Linked DNA regions of Mus musculus: all the other regions are linked to region 1. The links are chromatin contacts, called in public Hi-C and promoter capture Hi-C maps. All regions are on one chromosome and are shown on one strand. The core of a region is the stretch at or near the end of the contact, and the rest is flanking DNA. Distances in the headings are between cores, read along the strand shown.

What was found. Promoter capture Hi-C pulls out the DNA fragments that hold promoters and counts their contacts. A called contact is a pair of places that touch in the nucleus more often than the background predicts.
Region 2: a promoter capture Hi-C map of cranial neural crest shows a contact between it and region 1. The contact joins the enhancer-like site here to the promoter of Clcn3 in region 1. A contact is called at or near these places in 2 of 39 promoter capture datasets (the 3T3-L1 cell line and cranial neural crest).
Region 3: a contact with region 1 is called in a Hi-C map of muscle stem cells, with 4 times the contacts expected there. The contact joins the enhancer-like site here to the promoter of Clcn3 in region 1. A contact is called at or near these places in 1 of 39 promoter capture datasets (the HPC-7 cell line), 1 of 484 Hi-C or Micro-C datasets (muscle stem cells), 3 of 115 datasets of contacts at active chromatin or transcription factors (embryonic hindbrain, stem cell-derived neural progenitor cells and trophoblast stem cells) and 1 of 9 other capture datasets (adipose tissue).

The regions. Positions count from the first base shown.
Region 1 is chr8:60,981,195-60,985,109 of GRCm38.p6, reverse strand. Clcn3 (chloride channel, voltage-sensitive 3) reads left to right here and starts at 1,799. Exons shown (of 13, transcript NM_173873.1): 1 at 1,799-2,334.
Region 2 is chr8:61,669,215-61,673,129 of GRCm38.p6, reverse strand. All of the region lies in intron 10 of Palld (palladin, cytoskeletal associated protein), which reads left to right. The region is part of intron 2 of Gm51575 (a long non-coding RNA gene); the gene reads right to left. Among named protein-coding and RNA genes, the nearest start is that of Gm51576, 14 kb to the left of the region's middle. Within about 2 kb of position 1,864, at least 10 of the 459 cell types and tissues checked have an H3K27ac peak or open chromatin away from gene starts, as enhancers often do.
Region 3 is chr8:61,606,040-61,609,954 of GRCm38.p6, reverse strand. The region is part of intron 10 of Palld (palladin, cytoskeletal associated protein); the gene reads left to right. Among named protein-coding and RNA genes, the nearest start is that of Gm35254, 12 kb to the left of the region's middle. Within about 2 kb of position 2,209, at least 210 of the 459 cell types and tissues checked have an H3K27ac peak or open chromatin away from gene starts, as enhancers often do. A contact at or near this core is called in the HPC-7 cell line, adipose tissue, muscle stem cells and 1 more, where this site is marked.

The DNA of each region.
Region 1 (3,915 bases), core at 550-3,049:
CTGTAATCTATTTTTTGATGACGCTATCACACAGAACATTATTGAATGTGGTGCTTCTGAGCCTCACACATTTAAGGAGTGTTAGAACCTAGTAGGGAAACCCCCACCCAATTCCCGATTCGGCATGCACCCAAAAAATCACGAAGGACCATCCTGATGTAATTACATGAGGACGTTTAATTACGGAGCTCCAGACCGACATGCATCCCACATAGGAGATAACAGATGTCGGCCACGAGGCTCGAAAGCTAGGGGTTTTTATGGGATAAGGGGCTTATCTTTGTTCACATAGTAACCAGTTGATGTATGACTTTACCCGGTGTCATGGGGCAGTAGACAGAGGGGAGGTTCCGGCCAGATGGTGTCGACTCAGACAAGATAGCCTTGCCTGCGCCGTCCTTGCATTTTTTCATTTTTACAGTCAAGCTGTTCTTAGGAATGTCTTAACAACAGCCCTGTCTGTTCTGCTTTGTTCTCGGCCCCAGGCCACGGGCTCATAGACAACTCTTTTACATGAATCACAAGTTACAAAATCTCATTTTCCTTCAGGAGTACTTACAGAAAGGCTTACATCTAACCTGGAAACAGTTAAAATTATTTCTCTGAAGAGAGTAAAGATTGAGAACTACTAGTGTGGTTGGATGTATGCCAGAAATTAAGTATTTTACTTCTGTCAAGCTTGAAGTAGAACACAGCACTTCTGGTATGCCACAAACTGTGCCCACCACATGTTTTAAAATAAATTATTCTCACAAATCAGTGTATAAGTGTTACCAAAAAACCAACCAACCAAACAAACAAACGAAAACAAATGTATAAGTAGACAGTTTTCTTGTCTACTTAAAGGAGTAATCTTTCACAAAAGAACTAAAACAGTTCAGAAGGAATCTGTCATCTTTATAGAAAATAGATCGATTGGCTATGACTACTGCTTTTAATAAAAAATCTAGACGCTCCCCCTGCAAAAGAATCAGGCTACATGTCAGCAGTGAGAGCTCAAGTCACACTTAATATATGTAAGACAGTAAATATACTAGGACATTAGTATTCATTAGGCGATATATAAATATACATGAGACACTCAACCAAGACATGTCTTAATTCTGCCACCCAGTGGCGACTGCCATCCTGGTCCCACAGGTCTTGTCCAGTTACAAACACTGCACCTACCTGTTCACCAGGCTCTTGGGCAAGCTCTGGCCGAGGCCAGGAATTTATTTATGCACCTCCCTGCTGAGTCACAATACAGCTCCTTGAGCAAGGGGAACAGGCTTCCTATATATTGTGACACACGACAGGAACCCAGTATGTAAGACCACGTGGAACCCTCAGCTCTTTGGAAATGCATGGTGTCTAAATTTGGACTCATCAGGATTTTCTTTGGTATTTTTTTGTTAAAGCGCATAACCTGCGACGGCGCATAAGGCTGGATGATACCGTAGTACACTCTGTACACCATTACAGGCCCTGTAGCATTAGACGCGGCTCTGGAACCCCGGGGGTCATACGCTCGCTTCCGCCTGCTTCGGCTTCTCACCGCTGAGCGGAAGCCAGGCATTGCCACGATGCCGGGGACCGCACACTTCCGAAGCGCTTTCTCCGCCGGGGAGAACGTGAGCGACGTGAGAGCAGGTGGCACCTCGGCCGCCCAGCGTGGCCTTCGAGGCTCCCCTAGGAGGTCTTCTCCCGGCCACGCCCTGGTCACGCCCATCGCTCCATTCCGACCAATAGGCGCAGAGGTGCCTCCCAGTGCGGCCGTGGAAGTGCTTGGACGGTGGGACGCCGAGCGGCCGTTCACGTCAACGCGCTGACGTCACGCGCGTGCGACGCACCTGTCGGGCTCCGACTCCTGCAGCTTCTCTTCCAGTTCAGCGGGTCAGGGCTGGTCGCGGAATCGCTCGGCTGTCACCTCGCCAGCTCGTTGCCGGTGCGCTCGGGGCGGGCCGTCCGTCCGTCTGTCCGGAGGATGAGGCTGGAGTGGGCGGAGGCGTGAGAACCGCGTTACTTTCCTCCCGAGGTGGAGCGCGACTGCTCCTGTAGTCCTTGGAGAGCGCAGTGAGCCTCCAGTCGGGGCAGAGGCGGGTTGGTTTGAGGGCCCGCTGGAGCCGGAGGATTGAACTTCACCCTGAAACCAGCCTCCGCCGGTCCCACCTGGCCGCCTTTACGTAACCTCTCCTGAAAGGCCGGTAGCAGTAAAGTCCGCCGGGGTGGCCACCCGGCAGCGGTGTCCCGGTGAAGCTCCCGGGGCGGCTGGCGCGCGATCGCAAGCAGATGCGGGGTCCACAGGCAGCGCAGCCACCAGCCGCCCAGCTTGCTATGCCTCTGAGCTGCAAGGTGAGTCGCCAGCTGTCAGCTTCACGCCTTGACGGTGGACCGCGAGGCCGGGCTCTGGCCGAGGTGCCCACCTACCTGCTGTCCAGCCCATTAAAATCTCTCCTGTTCCCTCCCGGAACCTTCGAAGGACCTATACGTAGAATTAAAAACTAGGAACCAGCACAGAATTAGTCTTGAATTTACAGTTTGCTCAAGTTTAAAAACGTTTAGGTTTTTTTATTTTATCTTATTTGGTCTTTAGACTTATGCATATCAAATCATTTTTTGTGTGGATATTTGCGTTTTGGTAGTAAACTTGTTGAAACAGAAGTTACTTTAGAGAACTTTTCGTCCTGTGTGCTTTATTTAAAGTATGGCGTTTTAAAATTAGACCACAAGGAAGTTAATTGCATATTCATCGGGTGTGTTCTAATTCTAGGCCGAGATTTCGATTTCCTTTGAAAAGGATGACTCTTTAAGACAATTGGACCAAACCTTTTAATACCTCTCCGCGTGTGCGAGTATAAAATTTAAAAAGTTCAGTTCTGCAAACTTTTTTTGAGCCGTGTATTCAGTTCCTGCACGATCACTGTGGCTTATATATAACTGATACTTTGTAGATGTACTTTTTACCCATGAAAAATTTAGATTATTTTCCTTGGGTCAGTTTTACATACCTCTGTAAATTACAAAAAAAAAAAATGGTTTTTCAGTTCGGGAGTATATACAAGAAGTCCAATGCTTATGTGGATGTTGTTGAGCAGTTTTGAGAGGTGCTGTTTCTGCTGATGTGTTGTTTGTTGTTTTTTAAATATGGCTTTAAATTTAAGTGTATGACGTATGGGTATTTTCTCACATTGAATGTTTATATGGTGTTGACAGAATTTATCACAGATACTGTTCAACCCCTGCCCCTTCCTCTCCCTTTGCTACTTACTTCAAAGCCTCTCTTTGAGTGGCAGCTCAAATTATTTTAAGAGGTCAGTATAAATAACTAAGGTCATTGCTTGGAAATAGTGCCGTCTATGTACCTTATGAAAACTTTAAAGAATTATTCTGATTCTGAATATATGGAGTTCAGAAGAACAGATTTGTTAAAGTTCTGGGCTTTTTGGTAGAAAAATGGCAAATGTCCAGGTCATGTTGGTGATAGGCTTTCTGTTTCCTGTTGTGACAAGTTGGTAATAATTTTCAGACTTCTCAGGAAGCCAGATTTGATCTCTGTGGTGGGTCATATATCAAAGCAGCATCCTGTGGGGTTTGACCACTGATTCTGCTTTGTAGAATTTCTACTTGCTTTGTAGTCAAAATTGTTAGCAGACACTTCCAAAATATATGATATAATACATGTAAATAGAATACATTCTCTCTCAATTTATTTTTCATTAATTCCATAAAGTAAATACATTGACTTTTTTCCAATTAACAAGTGTGGAAACTTGAGAAAGAGTTGAACTATCATTCCTAAGGTCTCACAGCAATAAGTGTCAGACTGAGCTCAGCAGTGTCATCCCAGAACTTTTGCTTTCAATCCTCAATGGCTACAGGGTCTTGCAAGCACTACTAGGTGACATTCTACTGAAAAGTTGGAGTGAGAGTCAT
Region 2 (3,915 bases), core at 615-3,114, 690 kb before region 1:
TTTTCTTTCTTCCTTTCTGGAAGCATGTGACCTCGTCCTGTCTTCTGTCTGTAGTGAGGACAAGATGCAGGCCCTCCGACATGTTCTGGACTCTTAGACATCCCTAGGTCCCCTTCCACTGCTTACCTTAACACTCCCTTGGCCAGCCTGGATTTGAGGTGATTCTATAGGCCAGACAGGCCTCCAGTAATCTATCCTCCTGCCTCAAATTCAGTCCTGTGTCACCAGAGCTCTTCTCTTTAAATAGTTTTTTTTCCTAATATCTCTATTTGAAACTTAGGAATGCTAACAGTGGTGGTGCATGCCTTTAATTCCAGCACCCAGCACCCAGGAGATAGAGGCAGGTAGATCTCTGTGAGTTTGAGATGATGCAGGTCTACAGAGTGAGTTCTTGGACATCTAGATCTACACACACACACACACACACACACACACACACACACACACAAAACAAACAAACAAACAAAAAACCCTGTCTCAAAAAATGAACAAACAAAAACCAAACCAAACCAAAAACCTCTTAAAGGGTGGTGAAGAATTAGCTCAGTAGGTAATGTGCTTGCTAGATGAGCTGAAAGATCTGAGCTCAGTCCCCAGAACCCACATGAAAAAGCCAGGAAGAGGCAGATCCTGAAGCCCAGCAGGCCAACTCAGTCATACTGCCCCTCCCCCATCAGTCTCCCTCCCTCCCTCCCTCCCTCCCCCTCCTGTTTCTCTCTCTTTCACATTCAGTCTCCCTATACCTCCTCTCTTCCTTCTCTTCCTCCCCCTGCCCCTCCCTTTCCCTCTTTCTAGCTCTTGCATTCGATCTCCCTCTACCTTCTCTTCCTCTTCATCCACCTCTTTCCCTCCCTCTCCCCCATCTTTCCCCTCTCTTTCTAATTCTCTCTACCTCTACCTCCTCTCTTCCTCTTTCTCTCTCTCTCCCCATCTCCTCTTTTTGTTTAATCTTTTCCTTATTTATTTGTATATGTCTATGTTTGGAGATCCTCTAGAGCCGTTGGTACTCACATGATGCTCAGAGGACTTCTGGGACTCTGTTTTCTCCTGACACCAGGTCCTGGGGACTAAACTCAGGTTGGCAGGCTTGGCAGTCACCATCCTTACCCTCCAAGTCATTCCACCAGCCCGTCCCTGTTTTCCTGTATCTGATTTTTGGTGTACTTCCTGTGACTTTCTTTGCTCTCGTCTTCTAGTCCTCCTGCTGAGTTGAAGTCATGTTTTCAGATTCAAGGCTCACAAGTCTTCCTTCATGTTCTGTTTTTTATGGCAGCCTGATGTGCTTTATATCTACAGTGTAGGGAGCCTTTTATCTCATTACAGATAACAATCGCTCCCTTTGGTTTTTGTTTTCTTTTGTAAGGAGAAAAGCTATTGTGCTGTGGCCCTTTCTTTCCCCTTTCCACCCTTTCCTTTTATTATCTCCATCCTTTAAAACTCCTTTATGTCTGTGTTTATTTAAACTACATTTCATGCCCAAAGCTTTCCATAATCATTTGATGACCTTTGACACTGAAATCCAGACTGCAGCTATATGCTGCATTGGAATTTGTGAACTGCTACTCTGTACACTAGGAAAGACAGGGGGCTTGGCAGAGAGCTTTTGGAAGATACTAAATAGAAATGGTTGGCCTTCAGCTTTTAGCATGAAAATTAAACACACACCTCTGTAATTCTTTCCTTTCTTTCTTTTCTGTTTTTCTTCCTGAGACAGAGCCTCTTGTGTCAAAGGCTAGTCTCAGACTTCCTGTGTAGCTAAGGATAATCTAGAACTTCTAATTGTTATGGATTCACCACCCAGGGCTGTGATTTCAGCCATGCACTACCACACCCAGTTTATGTGATGCTGGGTATCCAACCCAAGGCTTTGCACACTGTAGCAAGCATTCTATCAACTGAGTAACATCCCTACACTGCTGTGCCCAGCATTTCTGGGCTTGAAGTTGTTCTGGGTGTGCAGCTAGCTCCATGATGTGAGCTTGCTGTCTCCTCAGGTGGCAAAGGAGGGACTGCTGGCTAGCTGTGAGGCATGGAGAATAGAGCTGGTTCTCCAAACTGTCAGCCTGCCCTCTGGGCTCAAACCCATCCTTTTCCTCCTCGTTGGGAGGGACCCAGCAATCAAGGTTTCCCTTGCTCAAATTAGTATCAATGGTCACCTCATCCTTAGGGCACTCCAGATCTCTCTCCTTCAAAGTCAGTGTGGGTCCATCCACTCACTCTTGATTCCAGGGAGCATACAGGCTCTCCTTTACTCTCCTTCTTTTAGGTATTAAGGGAGGAACAAAAATAAACACAGCCATTCAATGCACCGTTCAGATACGTGTCAGTTTATGACCTTGGAACTTGTTTTTAAATAAGATTCTTTCCAGCCAAAGACAGCAGTGTAGGACAGAGACAGACTCCTGCCACCCTGATAGGTGACCTTGGATAAGCTGCTCGATGCCCCCAGATATGGTATCTTTGTCAGTAGCATGGAGTCGTGGCAATGCCAACTTCACAGGATTGTGGTCACATGAAAAAAATGTCCATCACAGGACATGCCGCAGGGCCAGACAATGTTTTTGTTATTACAAGAATGTTAACAATGAGTCCTTTGTTGCTTGGGCATATGTCAAGTTTCTGGGTAGATGACTTAGAATCCTTGCAAAAAAGCTACCAGGGAGCCCTTCCATGTTGTATTTATTTATTTTTCTCCCACTACCTTAAAGTGAGGAAGGAACAAAGCGTATAGAAAACCCATTGACCAACTGGGACAAATGTCTGCTTCTAGTTCAACTTACCCTGGAGGTCCTGGGAATTATACAGATACATAGGGACGCTCATAAATAGACCATCAGAAAGAGGGACACGGCTGGCGAGTTAGAAAGGTTGACAGACTGCATCTTCCTGTATAAGTTTAGATAGGAAGTCATGCAGAAAACAGCTAACAAGTTACCGGGAGGAGCGTTTTGCGAGCACGTTGCACACGTGGCTAAAGTCAGAACGTAATCCTTGTCACCCTTGCTCTTGAAAGCAAAGCTCTTTGGAGCTTTCTAAACCTGGGCATTGTTAGGATGATTCTGCCAATCTTGCTGCATCCCATGCTGGGACAAAGCAGTACGCAAGCTAGCATAGACCTGCTTATATCATCCAAGTCACTGTGTTAGAGAAATCCTTCCTTCTACCATGTTGTGCCGACAGAGAGACGGCTCAGCGAGTAAAAGGATTACCTGCTAAGCCTGTTTGTGGCCTGAGTTCGATTCCTGGAGCCCGTATGACAAGGAAGGACAAAACTAATTTTCTATCGTTGTTCTGTGATTTCCATAAGCACTCTTTGGCATACATGACCACAAACACACACACACACACACACACACACACACACACACACACACACACACCCCACAAGCAAAAGAAGAAAAAAAAGATCTTAGGAAAGCTGAGTATGGTGTTTCATGCCTATAATTCCAGCACTAGAGAAGCTAAAGAAGGTATATTGTCATAAAGTTCAGCCAACCTGGGCTACAGAGTGAGACACAATTCTAAAAACAAAAATCAAAAACAGAACTTAAGAAAGAAACTTTCTCTTATAGTTATCTTGAAATTCCCACTCTCTCTTTTTCTCACATATATCCAGGTAATCCATTGGTTTTATATTTACTTATAAATAGTGGGGGTCTTTTTCCCCACAGTGCAAGGCATGGAACCTAAGGCAAGCACTGAGCCATATCCCAAAATCTAAAAATTAAATTTGAAAGGTGATCCAAAAATGACTTGAATTATTATAACAGGATAAGTTGAATGTGTATTATTTGAGGCAAGTTTACCTCAGCCAGAGCCATCATGAACGATGAAGTCTGGTTATTATTTATGTATTTATATGTTTATGTATTTATTTATGCATTTGTTTATTTATTAACAAATCATTCCTCCACT
Region 3 (3,915 bases), core at 960-3,459, 620 kb before region 1:
AAAAAAAGGCAATCCCTGTGAAAAAAATAATTTTGGCATATATCTTGATATATTTCTGACCTCATGTTTGAAGATCTAGGTAGTATCCACACCCCCTTCCCCCCGTAACTATAACTGTAAGATCAAGTTGAAGCTAAAGCAAGATGATACAAAGACACTATTATGATTTTACCAGAATCCTAGATTTTTAAATTTGTGTTCTCTAGCTATGTCATGTCCAACCTTTTACTGAGAACCCAGGCACAATAGAAGGAAGACATGAGAACCTTCACCTGGTTCTGAGCAAAGCAACAGTAATGTGCAGAAAATGAGATGAGTTCAGCCAGAGACATTTGAAAGATGCTGTGATGGTGTTGGTATGAGAACTGAGAACTGCTCACCTCCGTTCCATCTTGCTCTGTGAGCTCCCAGTGTCCTGGAGTCATCCTAAGCTCAGGGCAAGGTGAGGATGAGGAAGGCCAGGGACAGGCATGGAAGAAACAGAGTCAACGGGTAAGCTCTTTCTTCCGAAGAGGCAGCATGAAATGAAGGAACAACAGATAGTTGTTTCCAGTCTGTCCTTCTGGGTTTTGCTAGCATTTGTTAATCATTCCCAAGGATTGAGACCTTGAGTACATACTGGTGACACTGTTCAATATTTCTGGCATAGAGTTTCAATATTTCCTATACCTAGACTAGTTCATTATATAGTCCAGGCTAGCCCTGAATTTCTTGTCTAGCCCAGGCTCACCTTGAAATTATAGGCCTCCTGTCTTAGCTGAATTGCAGTCATATACTACCACATCCAGTTAGAACAGCACTGTTTTCTCTTAGCAGAACTGTATGGTGCTCCTGTGGTAGAAGGAAATAAAATGATGCACAGGTTCCCCACTTCCTGGGACTGGGGAGATGACATAATGGTAATGTGCTGTATAACAATGATGATCTGAGTTCAGAGCCCATGTAAAAGCCAAAGGTGGTGACGTTCCTCCATCATCCCAGCACTCCTATAGTGAGCTAGGAGGCAGAGACAGGAGAATTCCCAGGAGTTCACAGGCCTACTGCACCAGTGAATCTCAGAGACTGTCCCAACAGATGGGAGGCTACAGTAAACAGCTAAGGTAGTACTTTGACAAACATACAAACTCACTGTACATGTCTGCATACACACACACACACACACACACACACACACACGGGTGGGGGTGTTAAAAAATTCACAAGTTTCATATGTTGTAAAACTTAAACAAATTTGAACCCATAAGCCACACTGTAAAACACCTGAGACTCATTGAGGGTATAAGTAATAGAAATAAATGGAAGCGTGTATTTGAGTACGAGTGTGTGTGTGTGTGTGTGTGTGTGTGTGTGTGTGTGTACATGCACATGCGCAGTGAGATGAGACAAGGTCTCGATGTGTAGCCCTAGCTGGCCTGGAACTTGCTATGTGGACTAGGCTGTACTCAGACACAGAGCTGAGCTTGCAGAAGGTACATTTATGCACTGTCTACAGCCAAGAATGATCTGAGTCTTCTCCAACAAAAGTTCATCCAAGCCCGTCTCAAAGTATCCTAAATAAAGAAGGGCAACACGGCACAAACTTTGAGAACTTGGTAAGCCAATTGCTGCTTCCACATCACTCACCATGGTAAGCACTATGGTACCAGGACAGGGACAAGAATGCTTTCTGGGTCCTTCAGTATGCTTTGTGCAATGACCAGACTGGTAGCTTTGAGTGTTGGTAGCAGCATCTAGCACAAAGCCTGGCAAATAATGAGGCCTCAGCAACTACCACAATGGACAAAGGAAGAAAAAAGATCGTTACTGGTGGCTAAATAAGAAATAATACCAACTTTAGTATATCCTGTATATTTTTGTTTCTAGCCTCTGGAAGTGAACTCCATTTTTGGTTTTGGTTTTTTGGTTTTGTTTTGTGTGTGTGTGTTTGTGTGTGTGTGTGTGTGTGTGTGTGTGTGTGTTTTGTTTTTGTTTTTATTTTTGTTTTTGAACAAGCCTTGGGAACAAACTGTGGATATTAATTGCATAAGGGTACCTTTTGAAAAAAATATTGTTCCTTCTTAATTTTTCAGTCCAGTTAGACAAAGGCTAATTGCTAAGGGAATAAAAGCTGGAAAACTGCTTTGTTCAGCTTATTGTTTCAGGTTCCCCTTTGCAGTGTGGATGATGTGTTTATTTGACATAATAAATACCACCGGCCACTTTGTTCCAAGACCCAAAAGGCTGTGTGCTTGCTTGGGAGGAATTTCTCGGTTGTTTATACGTAAGGAAACACTACTCTGTTTTATTGGATGGGGCTGGGGCAGCTTCTTTCTTAAATAGGGAATGTAGAGCGGGGAGCTTTTTTCCATACACATCCAAGCTGAGAGGCCAGGAAGGATTCTTCCACGCTTGCTTCGGATGCCTGGCTGTTCTCAACTCCAGAGAGCAAGGGAGACAGAATTCATTGGAAATGTGTCTCCTTTGGTTAGGAGCACAGACCTTTACTTTATGTGTTGGCAGAGCCACTTAAGCCTGTGCTACATATTTTCTTAAAGTATTAGCTGGAACATTTGGCATGGAGAAAGTTGAAAACCAAACCAGATCACACTCTGTCAGCCAGAGCTAAGTGGCAGGATGCTGCCATTAACCTTTAATTAAGTAGCCTGGGGTGAGAAGGATTGAGGGTTTGGGTTATTTTACGGTTTACCTGGGGTTGGTTTCTTTCTTTCTTTCTTTTTTAATACATACCTTATTACATGAGAAAAGCAGCGGTGTGAAATACACACTTTGGGGTGAATTCCAGTGACTGCTGCAGAGTAACAATCCTCCCAAACTCTCTTTCCTTTTGATTTGCAGAAGGTACTCCTTAAATGGGCATAACTGGTGGCTGATTGGCTAATGAACTTCAGAGAAGGCTGAGTCAGAGCAAACAGTGGAAGCCAGCTACGTGTGTGTGTGTGTGTGTGTGTGTGTGTGTGTGTGTGTGTGTGTGTGTGTGAGTGAAGGGGGAGCAGTGGGCAAGGGGGCGGGGATGAAGGCAGTCTGCAAGCTTAGCAGAATGTTTGAACGAGACAAAGAGCAGTTCCAGCGACCAAATAAGGAAGTCGATGCTGAAATCTTTCAGAATAGAAGTGTGTCAGAGTGGAAGCAATCTGGGAGAGGGAAAGAAATGCGGCAGAATGGCAAAGGAATTTCTCTCTCTCTCTCTCTCTCTCTCTCTCTCTCTCTCTCACGCACACACACACACACACACACACACACACACACACACAAAGTCGACAGTGAACGCATCTCTAGCTATTAAACAGTGGTGAAACATAGAAACATACAGGCTGTGTCTAGCCTTTTCTGTGGTATTTTGTAGACAACTGCAGACATGCTTAGAAGCTCTTAGAAACTGCTGAAGTAATAAATAAACTGTATCTTGTAACACAGAGACACACAAAAACACACAAGATGAATACTGGGAAACTCCGTGGGCCCTCTCTTATCTGTAACTATTAAAACTTTGTAAATGAAAATAACTGAAGTTACTAAGAACCTTGAAAGACAATGTTTAACTATCTTAAACCTTGACTTTAAGCATCCTTTAAAAACAATGCAGACTACTTACCCTAATAGTCAAGTATCCATTATGTACTAGGAGTTCCTTACTGTGTATAGTTTAAATATGCAAGTTGTTACTGAAGTTGTTGAAGAGAACCTCCATTGTGTGTCTTCAAAATACCACCTTCCAGACTTCCCAAAGCAACATTATGAATGACAGTATGGATGAGGACTAATATTATTATTAGTAGTAGTAGTATTAGTATTTGTCTACACTATGGTTTAGACAGGACATGGCTTGAGAAGAAGAGTTTCAAATACTCCTAGGCATAATAAGAAATGCCATCTGATTTGCTTTGTGTTCTTGTCACTGGTTGGTGCCACAAACCC